Linked DNA regions of Mus musculus: region 2 is linked to region 1. Evidence: chromatin contacts called from public Hi-C data. All regions are on one chromosome and are shown on one strand. Each heading gives the region's core, a stretch centred on a gene start, on an enhancer-like site or on the middle of the called end of the contact. The rest is flanking DNA. Distances are from core to core; before and after follow the strand shown.

The links. A called contact is a pair of places that touch in the nucleus more often than the background predicts.
Region 2: a contact with region 1 is called in a Hi-C map of cerebellum, with 1.5 times the contacts expected there. The contact joins the promoter of Cdkl5 here to the enhancer-like site in region 1. A contact is called at or near these places in 3 of 39 promoter capture datasets (the 3T3-L1 cell line and liver), 4 of 484 Hi-C or Micro-C datasets (brain, cerebellum, cerebral cortex and 1 more), 3 of 115 datasets of contacts at active chromatin or transcription factors (VIP interneurons, forebrain and neural progenitor cells) and 2 of 9 other capture datasets (adipose tissue and pancreatic islet).

The regions. Positions count from the first base shown.
Region 1 is chrX:160,864,387-160,871,976 of GRCm38.p6, forward strand. Cdkl5 (cyclin-dependent kinase-like 5) reads right to left here. Exons shown (of 19, transcript NM_001024624.2): 5 at 1,531-1,667. Among named protein-coding and RNA genes, the nearest start is that of Gja6, 39 kb to the right of the region's middle. Within about 2 kb of position 2,460, at least 4 of the 459 cell types and tissues checked have an H3K27ac peak or open chromatin away from gene starts, as enhancers often do. A contact at or near this core is called in cerebellum, where this site is marked.
Region 2 is chrX:160,990,196-160,997,794 of GRCm38.p6, forward strand. It overlaps Cdkl5 (cyclin-dependent kinase-like 5), which reads right to left and starts at 4,486. Exons shown (of 19, transcript NM_001024624.2): 1 at 4,396-4,486.

The sequences.
Region 1 (7,590 bases), core at 1,210-3,709:
ATTTCATCGCCAGGGAGAGCTGAAAACTGCACACATATTTGTGCTAACTAGAAAATAAACATAATCTGATTTCTTTCCGTAACCTTAGTACAGCAATATTTTTCTTAAACAACCATTTTTTAAGGTTTTATTTTGATAGGGAAATACCAAAACAAACACAGAGAAACAGATTTTAGAGAAGTAGCATATAATAACTGGTTTACAATGACAGAGCCTTTTTTGGGTATATTAACCACATTTAAGGGTAGGCCCCAGGCCCAGCAGTAGATTGCCAACACCAATGAACTCAATGGTATTTTTGTAGACTTTTTACTCAGTATTGCTTTGTTTAGCCATTTTTTTTTTCTTACTGGTCTTTTGGTTGTAAATTATGGTTTCTAATTTTATATTTTTATGGGTCTTGGGTTTGTGTATGTGTGTATATGTGTACATTCCTTCTTTTTAAACTTCTGTTGTTCTTGTTAGTGCTCGCCCGTTTGTTTCTTAAAGAGAGGGAAAGAGGGCATGGAGTTGGGTGGATGAGGAGGAGGGGAGGAGCTGGGAGGGGTTGAGGGAGAAAAAGCTCACGATCAGAACATGTTATATAAAATTATTTTTAATAAAGAAATATTAGAAATAAAATAAGAGTCCTATATATTTTAAATTGTGTTAGTAGGCATTATTTTGTGCTGTTCATTTAAAAGATACTGGGTAAATGGTGAATGAAATCAAAGTCACATGACCAGCCAGCGTTCTTCAAACCATTGCTTTCTTGCCCCGTATGTCCTAAGACTCACCAGGGGACTGATGCACAGCAAACAGAAGCCTCTCCGGCTTAATCTGTGCTGTGCACGCACACTTCAGAAGTCCCCTATTCACATAGCAACAAACCCTTCAACAGGCTCCTCTGATTGCAGTCTCTCCTAATGTAAGCAGCTAAAATCAGCTGCTCACAGTCAGCTGTGCTTTAAGGAATTCTGAGGCAGTTAACCTTTTGCCCCTAGGTCACAATATTAAAATGTTCATTAATGAGTTATCCTTTTAAAAGTGCTTTCTAGTATTCTTAACAGCCGCTTCAGGCCTTGCCTTACAATTCCCCGACGAAAGCTAGAATGCTGGCCGTTCTTAAAAGACTGCGTCTGCTTTCTTCATTCAGCATCCTAGGTCTGACTGAAGGATCTAGCTCCTGCTTGCCAGGACAGATGTGTACCCTGCCGTCCTTTATCATACTGCCCATTCACCTATTTCTCCCACAGAGACATTGTTCATGTTTAATTGAAGTAAATCTAATCGGAAAACCACTTGTTGTTTATAGAGTCTAAGACTTCAGAAGTTGTTTAACAAGAGCATCTGAATGCATCGAACTTGTATCAAATCCCTAAATCTATTTCAGGACATCTAATGACTACGGAAGATAATTTCATATTTAATACCCTCAGATTATGGGTACACCGATAGGGCATACTAAGTAATACTACACTCTTCACTCAGGTCAGAAACAACAGAAAAAAACAGGTGAGGCTGCATGCTGGCTATTCATTCAGGACTTACCTTCTCAACATATTCAAACACCAGGTATAATTTTCCTCTCCGACGAAAAGCTTCCTTCAGCTCCACAATGTTTTCCTGCTTGAGAGTGCGAAGCATTTTAAGCTCTCGTAAGGTCGTCTCCTTGACTTCTTCATTTTCTAGAATATAGACAGCAGTGAAGAAAGAAAATAAATGAAAGCTTTCAAAAGTACCGTTCAAAGAATTTTAAGACCATTGACAACATCATCTACTTAAGATGTTCACAGATAGAATATTAACACATTTTCATGGTAAGAGAAAGAAAACAAACAAACAAAATTTAAAGAAAAGACTTAGTGCAGACCTATAATAATTCCAGCACTCAGGAGGTTGAGGCTGGGGATGGTAAGTTCCAGGCCAGCCTATGCTATAAGGTACCCAAAGAACCCCAAACAAAACACACAACAAAGAAAAGGTTTCCTTGAACACATCAAACCCATTTTTTTGCTTGCATTTTATTTTCCTTTTTGTTGTATCAAACCACAGATTTATAGACATAGCACATGAATTCATCATCATTTTGGTTCTAACATTCTGTGTTGGGGAAGAAACTGTTTAAAAGGGTTATGAGAGCCAACCCCATCAATGTGTGCTGGAAGCTTTGTGTCCAGTATGTGTAGCACTTCATGTCCTAAGGTTAGCTTCAAGTTTTGTCTTAAAAAGAATATTTCATTTTTTTCAGGCTTGCTTGCGAATGGCCTCAGTGAGCACAGGCTGTGCATCAGGTATCTGTGACGCCGCAGTTCATGGTCAAATCATAGGAAATTCTTAAGAGTGCCTTATTTCTCTGAACAGAAGCTGCTGTGGGTTCCTGCTGCCTTCCCATGGCATCTCCATCTGTTTATCACAGATGGTATAGCTGTTCTGGGATAGAGATCCTGTGCTGTACCAGTATCTGCCCTTCCATACCATCAATTTCACTTGTGATATCCTCCATGGACAGGGAGGCGAGACAGAAGCCACATTAATGGGCAGACAAGCAAGAAGCTAGGATTTTACTTTAATTGTCTACTTATGATAGTTTAAGAGGTAACTGAGAAATTCTAAGTAGTGTGTTTTTAATATGTATGCTCAAGAGTACAGGCTCATAATTCTAAAATCCCTAGTTGGAAAACTAAACCCCTTCTAAGTTTGTGACAAATTCATTCAGAGGGATCATGGAATTGATATGAGACTATTTATGTTCTTTGTTTAACCCACTTAATATGAATATTCATAGTCTAGGCTATAGAAAAATGCCTTGATTACAGAGTGCTATGTAGAGTGCCATATTTCCATTCTAAAACTTCAAAATGATGAATTCTAAAACACATTTGGTCTCAGGCTTTGGTTAGGGGCCAGAATCCAGGCTTGTTGAGATTATGTTGTGGGGACCTCAAATACGGGCATGCCTTTAAGTCTGAAACGAAAGAAACTGGAAGTTCTGGGACAAAGACAAGAACACCTATGGCTTTGAAGAAAACATGCTTTTTACCAAAGGCACCCAAAAGGGGAAAAGCTGACTGGGGGTCATGATGAGGGAAGGGAAAGATTCTAAATGCAGAGTAAGGACTGCTTATTAGCTGATTTTCTATCTAGCCCCCACATTCAGCTCCCTTCAAAATGAGTTTAAAGAAGAGGTTGGTAGAAACAGGGCTTTGTGGAACTGGTGGATCGATGACAACCAGGAAACATAAAGTCACTACTTCTTTGTGACCTGGTTACATGAATGAGGCACTCTTCAGCCAGAAAAGCATTGGAGGTTGCTGGAACACAGGTTTGAAAGGTTGTGGATGTTGCTGTGCAAAAATTCTGCTCTTGACTACTATAGTGGTCCAGCCACTAAGGCACCAACCTCCATCAGAAACTATATCAGGATGCCAATTTCATGTCTCTCTCATCTTAATCTTTCAGTTGCAATAACAGCCCTAACCTTTGTCAGCAGAGGGCCATTTCACCTGTTTTCTAAGCTCGGTACCTTCAGTCTTCTACCCTGGCTCTTGATGGCACTAGTTCTTTCAGGTTTTCACTGTTTTGTTGTAAAATTTCATGCCGCAAGGGGATTTATCAGACCCTATAAGTAGACAACTCCTTCCCATCCCATTCCTTACCACAATATACAGGGCTCTCTTGTCACGGAACAGCTCATCAGTTTCCTTGCTACAAGTGGAGTGTCCCTGAACTGAAATGCTTGTGACCAAGGAGTGTCTAACATTTTAGAAATTCGATTATGAAATAAGTAAGTACATGAGAGAGAGAGAGAGAGAGAGAGAGAGCACACACACACACATACATACGGAGAGAGAGAGAGAGCAAGCGAGCTGTGTGTAATAATAATCTCCTGGGATTTGGATTCAAATTCAAATACAAAATTCATTTACATTTCATATATCCATATCATGGAAGACAACTTTATACAATGTTTTCAATGTGCTTATTTTTTGACTCCAAGATATTACATAAAGTCAAGTATGAAATTTCCTACTTATAGAATCAGACAAGCCCTCAACAAGTAAATCTGGATACACTTCACACTTTGGACCTTTGGATTGGGATTGAGGCTGCTTACTGACTAAGCTCTTCTGTCCAACATACATTCAACTTGGCAGAACTGGAAATACTCACAACTTCCTGTTATGAATGCTTGCGCTGGGCCCAGGAAGAGATCTATATGCCTAGCTCTCCCCAACTTCAGATGTGGGAACCAGGTAAGAGATGCCCAACAATATGCCCAACAAATAAACTCTGTCTTCTCAGTTCGGAGTAGAGTAATTTCAATTTTTCTTTTGAAAACTTTGAAAGGGCTAGTTGGGAGGTAATGTGAAAGACAGAATTTATTTCCCCTTACTCATCTCTGACCCTGAATGTTTCTAGACTATGAAAATGGGGAATCCAGAAAACTAATAGTACTTAGGGCCAACAGTATATGTGTCTACATACAAAATCTGTAACAGGATCACTAAGCTATATGGAGTGGAGTTACAAGGTTACTAAGTAGATACAGCTGGCGTTTCTTCTCTAATCAAATGCTTGGGCACACTGGGCATTTAAAAAGCAAACAAAAATACAGTGTTGTGTCTAATTAGCAAGTTGGGACAGTTTCATTGTGCTAATAGATAAGGTGGCCTTGGTATGTCCAAATTAAAATAGCAATTATGGAAGGAACACCAGAAAAGAGCTGGAGAGCTAGACTTTGGATTCTGTCTTTTAAGCAATTCATGCTGCAACATGCAACTCTAGGCAAAGCAGTTACACTTTCATCAGTAACTAAACCTAATCATTTATGATTTTTCTCAGTAAAGTATTTCTGATTATAAACTTTTTCATCAGTAAATACATCTAATAATCTGTAATTTTTTTTTCACTGAAGTCTTTCTGGTTTGAGTCTAGACTTTAACAACTGAGCCATCTCTCTAGCCAAAGTCTTTCTGATTATAAACCTGAGCCTCACTGATTTTTGGTAGCTGATAAAATATACCATTCATATATACTAGCTCCACCTAACAGTGGAGTTATAAAATCATAATGGATTCTGAATGTTTATAAAGAGAGAAAGAAAATAAGTAATTCTTTGAAAGGAAGCATACAGTGAACTAGGTTGGTGGCACTTTGTAATCGTGGCTACTTAGATGGCTATAGCAGGAGGATTCCAAGTCCAAGGCCAGCCTGGACAATGTCCTGAAAAGCTGTCTCCAAACAAAAAATAAAATAAAATAAAATAAAATAAAATAAAATAAAATAAAATAAAAAAGAGGGCCTGGAATATACCTATGTGGTAGAGTGCTTTCTGAGCAAGTGCAAGTCCTAAGTTCAATTGTCAGGAACACACACACACACACACAAATGGGCTGGGGGTTGGAGGTACACACAATAACATCACTTAGGGTGTAGTGTGCCAACACAACCTCATTTGAGCTGCCTTTTATGAAAATGAGGCTCTTTATGCCAGCCATAAGTAATAACCTTATGCATTAAGACTGTAATGATTGGGAACAGGCAAGAAGTGAAGTGCTTAATTCCCAAAGTGCAAGCACACTAAGCACTCACCATTACTTGGAACATGCTATAATTTTCTTTCTGTGAGTACTTTTAAGGTTTCTAGCCTACCATGGACAGTGAAAAGTGTGGTAGTAAATAATGAGATGATGGAGAAAAGTAACGCACACTCCACCGACACACATGCTTCTAAAACAAGCAAAAAGGAGCAAAGCATTGGGAGCCATAGCACACTGCATGAAAACAAGCATCCTCCATCCTCCCCTCCCCAAATCACCATGAGTTGAGATAATCCTTGTGTGCTATCTGTGCTAATTTCTTCTGTTCATAAATAACTGACATCTAAAATGGATAGCTAATTTTCTCTGGGGACATGGACTCAGAGTCACATTCAACCTAAGTTGAACAGAGGGATTTAGGTGGTATGGTGTATTACAGTGAGTGAGCTTTGGAGAGTGAGTCACAATCCCTACACTGATGCCTAGACTTTGTAACGTTAGATCCAGCTATCTGGCTTGTTGCTATCGCCACATAGCCAAAGAGCATAACATGACTTGTCAGTGAAGGTCTGCATTTTAGTCACATTAAACACATACCAGATCCTCACCTATAAACTGAGACTGACTGGAGTTACAGTGGTTTATTCTAAAGGCATCTTCTACTTATAAAAGTCAATGTTTCTATACTGGTTTAAGACCATGCTAGCCAATCTCATCCTTAGGCACTGCTGAAGAAAGTCAAGCATGATGGTTCACAGCTGTAATCTTAGCATTCAAAAGGCTGAGGCAGGAGGATTGCTACAAGTTCAAAACCATCTGTGGCTAAACTATGAGTTCTGGGCTAGCCTAGGCTACAATAAGATAATTTTTCAAAATAAAGAGAAGAGGGTAGCTGGAGAGATGGCTCAGTGGTTAAGAGCACCGACTGCTCTTCCGAAGGTCCCGAGTTCAAATCCCAGCAACCACATGGTGGTTAAAAAAAAGAGAGAAGAGGGAAGAGGGAGGGAGAGAGAAAGAAGGAAAGGAGGAGAGCAGGGGTGGAAGGGGAGAGGAAGAGGGAGAGGGGGAGAGTAGGAAGATTGAATGAATGAATATATGAAACTTTAATTTCAGGCTATCTTGGGCTACATACCAATATCCTATCTCAAACAAAACAAAAGCAGTACTGGACTGGTTGTTAAAGTTCTATGCAGTCAGTATACAATCCACCCTACCCAGGACAAAGCGACAGTAACCGAAAGGATGCAAAGTAAGAACAAACAAAACTCTGGCCTACTTCTGCAGGCTTACCACTGAGTCAAGTTAACACACCTAAAAAAAAATCAAGAGATTCACTAAAATAAAAGATAGCAGCTTTTTAAGAAGAAAGCTCACAGGAGCAAAATAAATTCAAAGATAAGTCAGTGATGAAAAGAAAAATCTAAAGATCAGCAGAAACTATTGTAACCCTATTTTTAAAGAGCCGTGGGCTTAGAAAAGAAATCCAGGAATAGCTGTAACCTACTTTATGAAACCACAAATCTGACATCTTTGTATAGCCAAAGAGGCCCCCAAACAGACCTTTAAACAGATAGAATGAAAAAGAGAAGTCAATCCATCCTTGAACGAAACCATAGGGTACCATGCTCTGATTGAAGACAGGACAGCAGCAGCAGCAGGACAATCAATGTGGCCAGAGGTTGGAATGGTGATGTTACTTACTGTTTTATGTACCAAAAAAAGATGAGGACCCTTCAGTCTTTAGAGATGAAGTACAAGTTAAAGAACAGAGAAAATTTATGAAATCACAAAAAGTGCAAAATGTTGCCAAATCTTATAAGAATCCCTGAGGTTTGAAAGAGATCTGGTTTGTCCAGGAAAGGGGAGTATGATAGTAACAGGAGTAGCTGGTGCTGCAGCTCAGATAATCAGATTCTTTAGATAATCAAGGCCGGAAATTTTGTTTCAAGGCCTCTCTTATACAGAATCTAGGCTCTTAAAGTTTACAATTCACGAATTCTTGTTTTACAGCATCATGCAAACTAAGAGATCAGTACAGAGTTTGCTAGTCTCTAGGTAAAAATAAGAG
Region 2 (7,599 bases), core at 3,236-5,735, 130 kb after region 1:
CAAGTGTTTAACTAGAAACAATTATCTCATTTTGGACACACATGATTGAAACAATTATCTCATTTTAGACATACATAATTATATGTACAACTTTCATTTATGAAATACTCAAACCAAGGTATTTGCAAAAAGTCTATACTTCTGGGTTGTCCTAACCAGCAGTTTTGATGGATCTAGTCTAGTCCACCATGTCGCAAGAGTCTAGGCAGCCTTGCCAATGAGGCCCATCAACCCAGGAAGCAAATGTGTACCTCCAGGACTCCCCAGGCACAATGTACACAATGAATTCAAAACAGGCTTAAGGAACCACACTCTTTAAAAGAAGCAGAAAGCAGGGCTTGGAAAAGCACAATTTCAAGTCAGACCGGTTTGGATGGCAATTTTGCCTCTTCTGCTGACTAGCTAGCTAATATGTGCAAATTATTTCTGAGCTCGTCTGACATGTATATGAGATAGGCTGTGAGTACACATGCATGCACGTGAATAAATAATTTGCCATAGCATCTGATATTCAATAGTGGTCAATGGATGTAGCATTATGAAAATTACAGAGCAGACTATATACAAAAGAGAGGCTGCACCCAAAACGTCTGATGAGAACTACCCCCAAAACAAATATCTTTACGTGAAACGGCTTAATTCAATGTATTGACAACAGATTTCCAAGAGCCTAGTCCTTTTAATCTAATAAATAATTTTCTGTTAATTCCCAAATCTGAAATATTTAAATGTTAAATATCTCTGTAGGTAGAAAATCCTCTGTCTCAGTTTTCATATGCACTGATGGAAATGCTTCCCAAATTCATATCTCCATATGAAGAAGTGTATAAACTTAAATGAGAAATGAGACTCCACATTTAAATAATTCACTAATGCATGCACTGCTGCATATAAAGGGGAATTTCTAAAAAAAAAAATATCAAAATGTTAAATCTAGACCAAACATATCCCAGCACCTGGGAAGCCGAGGCAAGAGGATTGCCACAAGTTCCAGGCCACCTTGGGCTACACTGTTAGTTCCAAGAAAGCCTGAATTAAAAATGAGACCCTATCTCAAGAAAATAAAAAACAAAAATCCAAATGCTAAAAAAATTAATTATCAAAAAAATGAAAAAAACAAAAAGGAAAGATTTTAAGATTGAAAGCAAAGTGGATGCTCATACAGAGAGCTTAAATGCAGACTACCTTCCCACTTGCCTCTGTAAGGAGCCAATTCAAAGCCACGGACTCTGCCTGAGTTACAGCTCCAGTTCTAAATGTCTTGATTTTGCATTATTTTTTTAATTTGAAATATGTGGTCCTGACACAATTATCAGCTGGTGAGCGACCTTTGACATTTTATCTTCTCCTCTGTCAAGAAATTTGATGTTGCCAAAAATAAAACTTTAAGATCTAAAGTTATCTGATTCTGAATAAAAAATCTTTTTGAATCAGAAAACAACTAAATATCTCAAATCTTGCTGGTGTTGTACTAAAGAGTTATATAAAAGATCTTCCTCCTATTTCAGATCTATGCAAGTGGACTGCTTTGTTCATTTTAAATGACTCATGTTATTATTTGACATCAATTTGTTATACTAGAGTATCATACTCTCACACTAACTGCCAAAAATAAAATTTCATATTAGCACACTTTTGAACAGCCAAACATTAAAATCCTATTAAAATAAAGGAGATCACCACCAATGCTGTGAAAATGGAAGAAAAGGGTGAAAATGTTAACAGATAAGAAAATATTCCCCAGCTCACTTCTTTACAAATTTCCTACAAGCTTATATCTCAGCTACAGCTCAATGTTCTATTATAAAGTAAACGGAAATGTAAATCACCCTGCAAGAGGAGCTGCTGTCGTTTTCAACAATGCAACTGTGGCTGAGAGTCTCTCATAGATTCCTAGCCAGTGTGGAGAAACAGGTTGGGGGAAAATGCATACTTAGAGGGATTTTTCCACCTCTGTACTGAAGGTTTGTAGTGTAAGAATATTACACCTTCAAAACAGAAAATGCCATGTAAAGTCTGGTTCTTCTTAGATGTAGACTATCTGGAACACAATGCATTTAATTCACAATCAGTCAACCTTCTATTCTTCATTTATATGAGATGTCCCTGCAATTTCTCTCAATGGAAACCTTAAAAAAAAAAAAACCACCTCAGGGAGCATACTAGCTGTATCCCTGATTTAAGTAACTCCAAGACCCTTGCATAAACAACAAAATCAGAACCCTGACAGGGGTGCTTAAGGAGTCCCTAAGGCATTAATATAAGACTAAGCAGTGATAAAAATAATGCCTCCCTGGGGAAGAAATTTTATTTCTGAATATTTTTTCTAACATACCAAGTTCTTTTTATTATATTTTTAAAAAAAAAATAGGCTTAGGAGCTCTGCTAAATCCATACAATGAGGACAGTAAACTCTTTCTATTTCTACCTAACAAATGAACCACTGCACTGACTATGTTCAAAAGACAAGCCAATTCAAAAGAATTTGATGCCCTTTCCAGAAGAGAAGCCCTCTTCCCAAGTACTCAGACATGGTGGATTAGTAAACACTCTTGGAATGGTTAACTTTATTTAGTATGCCTCTTTTGGAGTTCTAGTCTTTAATGCAGCCAAATGGTATTCTTCTCCCTAATTAGGTTGCCCTGTACTTGTGCAAAGCCCAGCACACACAGTGTTGGCAGCTTTAGTTTTACAGCTTCTCTCTTCTGGCTCCTTCTCCCCTCACCTCCCCTCCTTACCCCACCCCATCCCACCACCCAAAAAAGATTTCCTTTTCAACTGTTCTCCTCTCGGCATTTGTCAACAGAAACACCCACTGGTGGTGTCAAACTGGTAATACTGCTGCAGGCTTCCTTACTCCCATTCCAGCATCAACGCCAAAAAAGCTCCAACCCAAAATAGTTCTTTTAATAAGGAAAAGGCTCGTTAGGTACTTAAATCTTCATTCTCAGAAAGATGGGGGTAGGCCTTTTATGTTTTTATTATTAATGAATCTTAGTTGGGTTGTTAAATGTAAGATCATACTCCCCCTTCAACGCCAGATATACAGGGATAAGAAAACACACCCGTTCTGCATTTTACTGAAACATTTTAATACACTTAAAGGAATTAAAAACGAATTTACATCTAAATGTTATGCAGTCTATAAATTCCAAAGTGTCTCAGTCAAAATGTCTTTTTTGTAACCCTACAGCAAGAAACAAACAAGCTGGAAGTGTTCCAGCAGATGTTACCTAAAACCCTAATCCTATATTCTATACATATTTATGCCTCTTTTTTCCAGTCAAATACTCTCAGACAAATTAATTTGTGTAATCTTTTATACTGCCTACATAACCATTACGTTCAAACAAGCCTAAATCAGATGCGCGGAAAGAAATTATTCTGTGTCAATACTTTCTAAAATCAGCTTAAATTTCAGCCAATTAAAAATAATTGTGTTAACAGAATACTGATCTGCAACTATTTAAATATCACAGCATCCTTCTAGTCTGTCTAGCCTGACTAAGGTCAGGCTTTTCTTATCCAAGCATCTGTGCCATGCCTAACTCAAGTGAAGCGAAAAATCAAAACCCCCAAGAAAGATCTGCTTTTACACTGAAATATGCCCAGGTTATTTTTTACCCCAACGTGGGCACAAAAGAAAAAGAAAGAAAGAAAAGAAAAGAAGAGAAGAGAACAGAAAAACGTGTCAGTGCGAGGACCTGTTCGTTCTGGCAGATGGTTCCAAACCCCAGGATTCAATTTCTATGAAGGTCCAAAGGGTAGGAAGATCTGAGAAGAGGTCAATTTCTGCTTCTCTGCCAGCACGCCAGCCGTGAACTTCACAGTAACGCCTGAAACTTGTCCTGTGGAAGGTGGCAGAAACCTGCGGGGCTGCAGGCGGGGCGCTCGCCCACCCTCCCGGGCAGCCAAGGTCAGAAGGACCAGGGCTGAGAGTCGTAGCTGCCGGCGGGTCCCGGGCTCTCTGGGAACTTGGGCGGGGGTTTCGGGGGGCCCTCCTCGGCGCTAGCGGAAAAGGGCTTTCCTTGCTGCAAGCCCGGAGAGCCCTGGCCACGGGGGCAGCGGGGTGGGGACACCGCAGACCTGCAGCAAAGGGGAGCCCCGCGGGGTCCGACCTCGACCTACCATACGTCTAGCACAGCCCCCTCTGTCTCTTGGCACCAAAAATTCCAGCCCCAGCCCTTCCGGGAAGACCCTAGAGACTCGTGGTGGATCGCCGAGGGAGACTCCAGCTTGGGACTCCCTCACCGTGTCTCCCGGTTGTGCAGGGACCTGCGCTGCTACCCCTTCTGTTACCCTCCTAAGTGGACCGACTGGGTTCCCTCTCTAAAGACAAGCTAGTGGACACACGGCCAACATGAGACGGCCTGACGGGCGGACGCAACTACTCACCCTGCCGAGTCCCCCACCTCTATCGGGGAAGCCTTCACTCTCGCGGCCGCCGTCACCGCTTTACCTTCCCTAGCGGCAGCGACAAGTAATCGAAACCTCCGGCCCCGCCCTCTCGCCGGAGCGAACGCGCAGCCTAATTTGATGATCGCACCGCCCCCGTCTGCCCATTTGGCCCAATCGGCAAACTCCTCTCATTCCGCTAGGTCCCGCCTTAGCCCCGCCTACCAATAGGCGCCAATGAAGAGAAAGCGCTCGTGCTCGAGTTCGGGCTCGCGCGCCCCGCCCACGCCGCTCGTTCTCGAGTCCCCCAAAATCCTAGAACCAGGATTTCTTGTTCTAGCCCTCTACTACACGAACGCGCTTATGCGCGCTCGCGATGCTCCTCCTGGGGCACCAGGTTTGGTTGCCCTGCCAGGCCCTAGCAACCTGGGCTGCTAGGCTGGGAGGGGCGGGGCTCAGGCTGCGAGCTTACGTGGGGAGGGGGAAATGAGGGAGGAATAGGATAAGGGGAGGGAGAGATCGTGACTGAGAGAGGGGTGGATGCGGGGGTTGAGGGGGGTGAGGAGGCCCGGGAATCCACCTGTCACTGCGGTAGAAAAAAAAGGGGAAATCCTGCCTGCAGCGCAGCTATCCTAGCCTCCCTCTCTGGGGACCAGTGAGCGGAGTGGGTGGAGGGCGGGGACCACATTTCGGGCGGGAGCCCGGGCACTACTTGAAAATAAAGGACGAAGGATGGCTCATCTCGGTCGTAGGTTTTTTTTTTTTTTAATATTGAAGTCCATTGCTGCTCCTAACTGTTGCAGCTGTGCGTGCACGCGCGCGCAAACACATTCATATTCACGTTCATCTCGCAGCCTGCGATTCCCTGGGGTGACTTAAGAGCAAAGAACTGGCAGCCCGAGGATTCCTTACACAGCAGCTGGACGCGTGCAAACCGTGGCGGCCGGGGCTGCAGCAGCAAACCACAACTCTACTCCAGTCCGACGCTGCTCTGCTTTACACGATTCCCCAGCTGGTTAAAAAAAAAAAAAAAACCAACAATGAAGTCATCGCCGCACCAGTAGAAATAAAAAGATCTTAAGTCCCACCGCGAATCGAGTTTCCAATGAGGATGACTAGTGGTTAAGATAGAGATAGTTCCAGTGCACTTTTTTTAACTAAGAAAAAAATCTTTTATGAAAGACCTTGCAGACAAATCTATGAAAAGCTGCATGATTTCCACCTTAAAAAAGAAAGCAGAGAGAAAGAAAAGGTTTTTTTTTTTTTTCCGGGTTTGGGGGCAGAAAATAGGCAGTGCATGACATCGAAGATGCCACCAAGTCAGAAATTAATTTTTTTGTAATAGAAAATAGATATCTTGGATAAAATCCATTTAATCTACTCCTGTCTTCAATCTGGTAGCTATACAATTGGTTTGTCTACTTGAAACCAAGCTAACAAGATTATTCTTTTTCATAACGTGGTGAATATTTCATAGTCAATTGAAGGCACCCACTTTCTCAGGAAGCATATTAGAAAATTTTCCAGGTAGGAGCAGGGAATTAACAGTGAGGGAAAATGGAGTCAGGCTTTGCAGAGGCTCCTGCCTCCTCCAGTTGCAAAATCACAGTGCTGTGACCTCATGCTTCACCCACGTGGAGCCAGAATTCCTGGGACAATCGCTGCTTTATCACCCCCTGTCAGTGCCTTTGTACTAGAAATTTCAGCCGCATTGCCTTGGAGTCAAAGGAAGGATGGTTTATCTGAACACTCTGAGAAGAAGGTAAGGAAAAAACCGTAACAGAATGGCCACAGATGTAAGTTCAATGTCGTTTTAAGTAGCTGTATTAGATGTTTTCCAAGGAGCCATACCATGGACAAGCACAGCCTTTCACTGAAGGACATTTGCTTTGCTCTGGTTTTTAGTACTGGTTTATTGGAGCCACATCCAGTTCAGTTAATTCCCTTTTTGAGAGAAGATAAGACATTCTAAGTGTTTTAAAGAAATACCATGCTGTCATTTACCTGAGGTCCTTTCTTCTGTAAAAAGAGCACTAATAGTTCCCTGCAAATGCCTACTCCATAGCAATTCTACAGATATTTAGGGCTGACAGAGAAAGCACAGGCTGCCTCCATAAATTTGAGTTTTACATAAACAAATAATAGCTTGTAATACATGTGTCCTATCCAAATACATTCAGGACAAAGCTAGAAGACTGATTAAGTCTTTTAATCACTGTCTAAAAAGAATTTCATGAACCGCCCTTTTGGGCAAACTAAATAAATCTGTAGTGTTTGTAGAAAGAGATACACATACTGAAAAATGAGTAGCTATTTATGTGAAATTCACATTTAACTGGGGGTCTTCTGCTTTTATTTGCCTCTTTGCACAACCTGATACTGTTACACACATTATCTCTAATCCTCACATGTCTCAGCAAGAGTCTCACCACTTCCAGATGGAGAACCAGCCTCAGAGCCTCCTTCTCTCCTAATGGAACCCCCCACTGTTTTCAGATATCCAGGCCCTTCACACATCAAGAGGCTGAATCTAATTTAGTCTCAGTCGATCCTATGTGGCTTGATTAGACTAAAAGAAAAAACTTAGCATTCCATGGTTTGAAAGAAAGATATCCCCCCCCCACACACACACACACCTTCTGGATGAACAAGGAAGTTAAATACCCCAAATGCCACAGACAGCCACTTTGTAACTGAGAAGAAAGCCAGCCTTAAGTCAAAGCCTACCTACTAACTAAAAATTTTAAAAAACAGAAAGGGAAAATAAAAAGTAGGTTCTTGAAAACCATCTGGATCTTAACTTCATGATACAACCTGGGTTCTTGACAAGGCAGAAGAATCAACCTGATGAATGAATTGCTAATACTTGGAGGCAGACAGGAGCATCAGTAATTGTTTTGCCCTGTTCAGAGTTCAAATCAAGCCAAATCTTACATGACTTCATTCAAAGTTTATGACACATAAAAACAAACAACAACAACAAAAAAAGAAGATGAATAAATAAACAATTAGGATGCGGTGGCACAACTTTGCAACACCAGCACACGAAAGGCAGAAGTAGGAGGATCACAACAATTTCAAGGCCACACACATTTACACAGCAAGGTCCAGGCCAGCCATGGCTACCTAATGACGCTTTGTCAACAAACAAAGCAAGAACTAACAATAAAGTTTATGCTATTTGAGGAAATGTTATTTTACAAA